Linked DNA regions of Mus musculus: region 1 is linked to region 2. A link is a contact called in public promoter capture Hi-C data. All regions are on one chromosome and are shown on one strand. The core of a region is the stretch at or near the end of the contact, and the rest is flanking DNA. Distances in the headings are between cores, read along the strand shown. Region 1 holds the start of Ccdc89 (coiled-coil domain containing 89). Region 2 holds the start of Ctsc (cathepsin C).

Region 1 (3,168 bases), core at 120-2,619, 2.1 Mb before region 2:
CGGAGTTTGGCATTAAGCTCTCTCTCTTTGCTTAAGAGATCCAGGCTGTGCTTTTTGAAGGCTTCTGATTGCAGACGCAGCTCATCATAAGCTTTCTGGATCCCATCTACCCTGCGCTGAAGCTCGCGAACTCTCAGGTTGCTATCAACGGCCACTGCCTCTTGCTCAAAGCGTTCCAGCGCATGCTTCTTAGCCATGGCTGCTGTCTCCAACTTCTCCTCAAGCTGGCGGATCTCAGCCTGTTTGTTCTGAAGCACCTTGCCTCTCTCCATGGACAGCTGCAGCAGCTCCTCTTTCTCTCGCAGGACAGTCTGCAGCCTGGCCTGCAGCTCCTGGTTCAGGTTGAGATTAGCCTCTTGCTCCTTTCCCATCTGTTCCGTGGCCTGCTGGTGTTGCTGTTTGATGCTCTGCAGCTGGCTGCGCAGCTCCTCGGTCTCCTTGGCATGGTCACAGGCTTGCTGGTTCTGCAGGCCCAGCAGCTCCTCCTCTCGGGCCTGAGCCTGGCTAGCTTCGTGAGCGCATCTCTGTTTCAAGACCTCCAGTTCCTCCACCAGGGCCTTGTTGAGTGTAGTGAGCTCCAGTACCTTAGCCTCCTGGTCTTTCAGAGCCTGGCTGAAGAGGCTGTTGTTTTCCTGCCTCAGCCTCGCATTCTCCTCTTTCAGCTTGACGTTTTCACTCTTGTGCGCATCCTTGAAGCGAATCATCTGCTCGTGGTTGGATGCCAGGATCATGAAGTGATTCTCCAGCTTTTGGATGTGCTCACTCTGGGCCTTCAACTTCTCCATCTCCTGCAGCCTCTTCTCCTCCAGCTCCGAGTTGAGCAGTTCTAAGATCTGGCAGCGTTCCAGGGCCTCGTCGGATCTGCGTTTCAGGATGCAGATGAGCTGGGATTGCTCTTGGATGCGGGAGCGAAGCATTGCCTTCTCGCCCTTCTCCTCCTCAGACAGTCCCCTAAGGTTGGCCAAAGCTTCTCTCAGACCGTCCATTTCCTTAAACCCCAATTCCTCATCCTGGTTTTGCAGGTTTTCGTTTTGTTTTCCTAAGATCTCGTCGGGGGGTGGGGTATCCATCCTAAGAGTCTTCTCCTCCTGCGGCATAGACGCGCTCTGCGGGAGAACTGACTTCAGTCTTTCCCCCTTCTGATTTCAAAGGGGCGTTGCTATGGACGCTTGGCACTCTCCAGCGGTTGGTTTTTCCAGTAAGGAGTCCTATAATTGGTGGACAGGCCTGCAGAACGCAGTGAGGTAATAGGGGGAGTTCAGGGCCAATCTGGTCAGGCTACGCATGTCGTTTAAACCAATCACAGTTCTTAGTTCACTGCCACTGTCCCGCCTGTGCCGCAAAGACATAAGCCTTCCACAAAGTCAGCTTCCTATTCTCTACAAATCCTGATTTCTCATAAGAGTAAACAAAGTAAGCTTACAGTGACTTACTCTGCTCTTTATTCTGAAAAGAAACTGCTGTCTATAGAAACAATTCGCCATGGGTGCACACAAAGGAGAGTCTGGACCCAAGTCTTAGCTCAGCTGCTATAAATGAAATTTCTTTTGTTTCCCTTAACTCTAACCTTATCTTTGGGAGTGGACACCTTTAGTTAGACACTCAATCCTCCTGTTTATCTATTGGGAAAATAAATGGACAGACAGAAACGCAATGAACAATACAGATGCAATCAAATCAGAAACAAAAACCAAAAACCAAACCAAAACAACAACACACCCCATGATGGTTGATTACACTTGTGCCTTGCACACTGGAAACATGGAGATACAAGTCTGTTTGACAAGACGCCAAGAGTGATAGTCGAGTGTGTATAAAAGTGTCAGATAAGATTGACATATTAATAAAAACCTTAGAAGCATTAATAGAGCACCATGTTGAAAGAGAAATAAATAAATACATTTTAAAAACGAGACAGAAACAGCTGAGCAATGAATCTCAAGAATGATCCAACAAATGCAAGCAAAAATTAGATGGTATTTCATCCACCAAAGTCAGTAAAAATAAATGGATATAATTCTCATTAATTATGATTTCCCTTTAAACATGATAATGCTCAATTAGCTGTTTCTTTTGGATATTTAGATTCCAAGCTTCTTAATTATTATGAGGTAGATGGCAGAAGCTTTGCACAAGGTTCTTCTTCCTCCTCCTCCTCCTCCTCCTCCTCCTCCTCCTCCTCCTCCTCCTCCCCCTCCTCCTCTTCCTCCTCCTTCTTCTTCAGATTATTTCAAACAAACAGCTCCCCACAAGGACAGTTACTGGCTCTCAATACAGTTAAAGCACTTTTAGTTAGCATAGACACTCTTAACTGACTTTCATCCAGAATATAAAGAGCAAATGACCAGAAAATTTGAATGTGTCTCTTCTTGTTTTACATATAGTGAACATTGTATTTGTTGATTACCTTATATGGTTATGTGATATAACAAACTGAAATTATAAAATATATTTTCTAAGAACAGGAAAAACTCTCAAAATATTAACATCAGTTGTTTCTCCGGGTTGGAATAACTGTCTCCCTCCCTCCCTACCTACCTAAGGCCCACACACATAACAGATATTCAGAGATCTTTATTGAATAGTTTTTCCACATTTAAAAATGTATTTTGTTAAGTACAAATTAACTTCTGTAACATCAAAATCGATAGATTTTTTTTCTAAATTAAAGCAAAGAACTTCAAAAGATTTATTGAGGGTGCAGGAGGAGGAATACTAACACATAGGATGTTTGAAAAAGTTTGAGTAAACCTATTTTATAATCTTTTAAAATATAAATATTAGAATACACACACACACACACACACACACACACACAAACACACATATATATTTCTCCCTAGAAGCCATAGATCATGAAACAAAGAGCTAAGCATCAGGAACAAGACATTTGCCTTAAAGCTATTGATCAAAAAATCCAGAGACTCCTAAAACGACCCAGGCTATCTTCATTCTTCTTAGTTGCCCACCAAGACTTGATAAGACCCTGTTATTGGAGATACCACATGCTTTTGTCACAGAATATGGAAAATGAAACTGATCTTATTGGCTAGCTTTCATAGTGCTGGAAGGTGCTCTGTAGGCTTGCTGGGGGGAAAGACATCAACATTCTCACCCAGCTGTGAACCCTGCATACTATAATAAGGACCAGCTCAGCCAGATGTGCTC
Region 2 (3,205 bases), core at 388-2,887:
TTTTCGAGACAGGGTTCTCTGAGTAGCCCTGGCTGTCCTGGAACTCACTCTGTAGACGAGGCTGGCTTTGAACTCAGAAATCCGCCTGCCTCTGCCTCCCAAGTGCTGGGATTAAAGGTGTGTGCCACCACTGCCCGGCCTCTTGTCCTTTCTATCTTCAGACCTTCTCTCCATGGGAACTTTCAATCTCTTCCCCTTCTCCTCTGTCTCCCTTCCCAAGGCTGTTTCCCTGATCTGTGATCTTGCCTCCCCTGCCAAAAGCAGTTTCCAAATAAACCTGAGATATAGATAGATAGATAGATAGATAGATAGATAGACAGACAGATAGGTAGATAGGTCCCTGATCTGGCTTGAATTAGCTCATTTTACCGTGAAGGAATAACTTATCAGAGACTTCATATGATAAGGCGATGCAAACCTTTTCTCTCCCTTCTGCCTCATCTCCATGCTCAAATTTAGAAAAGAAACAATTGTAGACACCACCCAGGATTAAGCTAAACCCAGTCACCTGGAATTTAGTAAATGACTCCTTGTTGGAGGCAGGGGAGGTGGGATATATGACAGCATTTATTCTACTCACAAGAAAACTACAGTTCAGAGTTGAGTTTCTCTGTGCAACTCTGACTGGGGAGACCATAAGTGTCACTCTTCTTATCTGTACTACTGTTTTCCTATATCCGAGGCACGTGGAATGCCCCAGTCTTCATTTACTACATACTCACTGAGAGCCAAGTGTTAGGCATTGCGTTTGCTTCCGTCATATCCAAACACTACTGTAAAATGTGACAAAAGAGACAGGAAAAAGCTTTTGTATATCTCTCGAAATTCCTTAAACAAGGCGTCCAGAAATGTCAAGGAAAGTAGCAGATAAAACAGGCCCAGTTTGAAGTGGTCTCTTCCCACTACCTCACAGGGAAAGAAGGAGCGCCCCCATTAGAAAGAAAAAGAAAAAAAAAAGAAAAAAAAAAAAAAAGAAAAAAAAAAAAAGGCTAACTCCTAGAGTCTGAGCTCAGCAGTCAAGACTCTGAATTTTAAAAACAAGAACCTGTCAGACCTGAGTGAAGGGTCAAGAAAGCAGTTCTCCACTCGCTTCTAAGAAATCAAAGCAAATAAAACAAGTAAAAAACCAGGGGCGCGTTTCCTTGAACATGAGTTGTGAGATAATCAGGAAAATAAGTGTAAAGTTAGAAGTTCTCAGCAGCTCAAATTCAACTTAGCGGCCCTGGCTCTGATCCCCCAAGGGGCCGTTCGTCAGCTCTTAACTCTCCAGTCACCCAGAAACGCCGGCCCCAAGGCAAGGACTCAGGGACAGAAAAGGACAACTCGGGACCCTGGGAAGCCGCTTACCCATCACCGAGCAGTTAATGTCGCTTCGGGAACTTCTAGGGCCCACCTGGAACACCCAGGTGCCCAGCAGATCAGGGTAGGTGCAGTTGGCAGGAGTGTCGGAGCGCACGGTGCAGACTCCCAAAAGCACCAGCAGCAGGACGGCGCGCAAGGAGTGGGTCCAGGGACCCATGCTGACGGCGCCCGCGGAGCAGATGGCAGAGAAAGCAAGTTCAACTGGAACACCACTCGATGGCAGTCAGGCGACCCTAGTGGCTCCCGCCTTAAAATACCCAAGAGCCCGGAAACCCAGGGTCCGCGGGGCGGGGTTACAGGGTGGTGAGAACAGAATGAGGTGGGGGAGGAGCGGCGAGGCTGTGAGGACGGGGGCGTGGAGTGACTGAGATGTAGGGAGGGACAGGGTGTGACTAGGTGAGGCAGCACGAGGTGGCCTGAGGAAGTTAGTTAGTGACAGTGTAGGGTGGGGACAGGCACCACTAGGAGGAAGAAGGAAAGTGGCCTTTGGGGACCTCTGCCTTTCAAGGAACGCCAAAGCTGAGAACTCTGTAGCGGTGTTTTGTAATGCCAGTGTGATTAAAATAGAATCTACCCTGTGCAATACAGGGTTGACAAGAGTCTTAAAGTCTACTGAGGCTAATTCTCTTTCTCTTGTTTTTGGTGCACTTTCCTGCATTTCTGACTCCGTGGAAAAACTTTACTAGCTAACCTAAGATAGTCTTGAGAATTTCTGTTCCATTTACCAAATCTAGCTTTTTATCTTCAGGGTTTTCTTTGGTTTCCGGTCTGCCTGTTTACCCGAAGATTTCAATTGTAGTGAACCTTTACAGGTTGGGTGAATCTGTTTTGTTTTCCCTCCCTGGAACTTTATTAGGATTAAGTTGAATGGGGTGGGGGTTGCGGGTGACTGGGGTGATCACATTGTGATCACATTGCTCAAGCCCTTCTGTTTTCAGAATGAAAGCAAGAATTAGAGAAAGAGGAAGTAGCTTGCTCAGGATGAAGTGGTCTTCTGAGCTCCTGTGTCAGGCTTTCCCAAGGGCGAGCTGAAGGGAGCATAGTTGAACCTTGCCTCCTCTGTCAGTCTTCTTGCCTGCAATTGTTAAGTAGTAATCTTTAGCGAAGCATCCTGCTCTTGTGAGAGCTGTTTTGAGTTGCCTGGCTGTTGTTGGCTGGGATCATGATCATTCTGAGCTAATCTGAGAATACAGAGATGAACCAGGCAGACTTGATGAGCCTCTTTGACCTAGTAGGCTTGTGCACTTTGTTTCTTTTTAAACCCCATCCCACAGATCACAGATATTTATGTGCAGACTTTTTTTTTTTTTTTTCCACTGAGTACATGCAGTCCGAGGAAGCAATGTGGTTGAAGAACAAACCACTTCTGTCTCTGAATTCTGCTTTAAAAACACTCAGGCTTCTAAGCCTGAAGGCACACTTTGATAGGGGTCCTTCTTGATAACTAAGGGGCTAGAGTGTTCTTTCATATGAAACTAGGCTACAAGAGCTAAATGGGGAGGAGCTGACACCTTCTAGATCTCAAAAGCCTTTATAGGATTAAGAATTGACATTGTATAATTAAGCTAGCATTTTCTTTTAAAGGCCCCATTACAGATAGCATCACTTTCCTAAATTTCTACAGTTTGTCGTTGTTGAAACATTTTACTAAATGATCCATATCTTAGAGCTAAACGTGGGATCTGGGAATTCCTTTGATGGACATAATCAAAGTAGAACACTTACTTGTTAAAAAGAAATTAAAGCAGCCTTTCTAAAGTCAATGGCAAAGATTGTGGGTCACTTTGGATTAATGAATGCATCCTGATATTAGGAAATGGAGATTTAGAGAGTTGAATCACTT

What was found. Promoter capture Hi-C pulls out the DNA fragments that hold promoters and counts their contacts.
Region 1: a promoter capture Hi-C map of liver shows a contact between it and region 2, with 2.2 times the contacts expected there. The contact joins the promoter of Ccdc89 here to the promoter of Ctsc in region 2. A contact is called at or near these places in 3 of 39 promoter capture datasets (liver and pre-B cells).

Annotation. Positions count from the first base shown.
Region 1 is chr7:90,424,513-90,427,680 of GRCm38.p6, reverse strand. It overlaps Ccdc89 (coiled-coil domain containing 89), which reads right to left and starts at 1,369. Exons shown (of 1, transcript NM_027298.1): 1 at 1-1,369. The coding sequence starts at 1,097.
Region 2 is chr7:88,276,517-88,279,721 of GRCm38.p6, reverse strand. It overlaps Ctsc (cathepsin C), which reads right to left and starts at 1,637. Exons shown (of 7, transcript NM_009982.5): 1 at 1,348-1,637. The coding sequence starts at 1,519.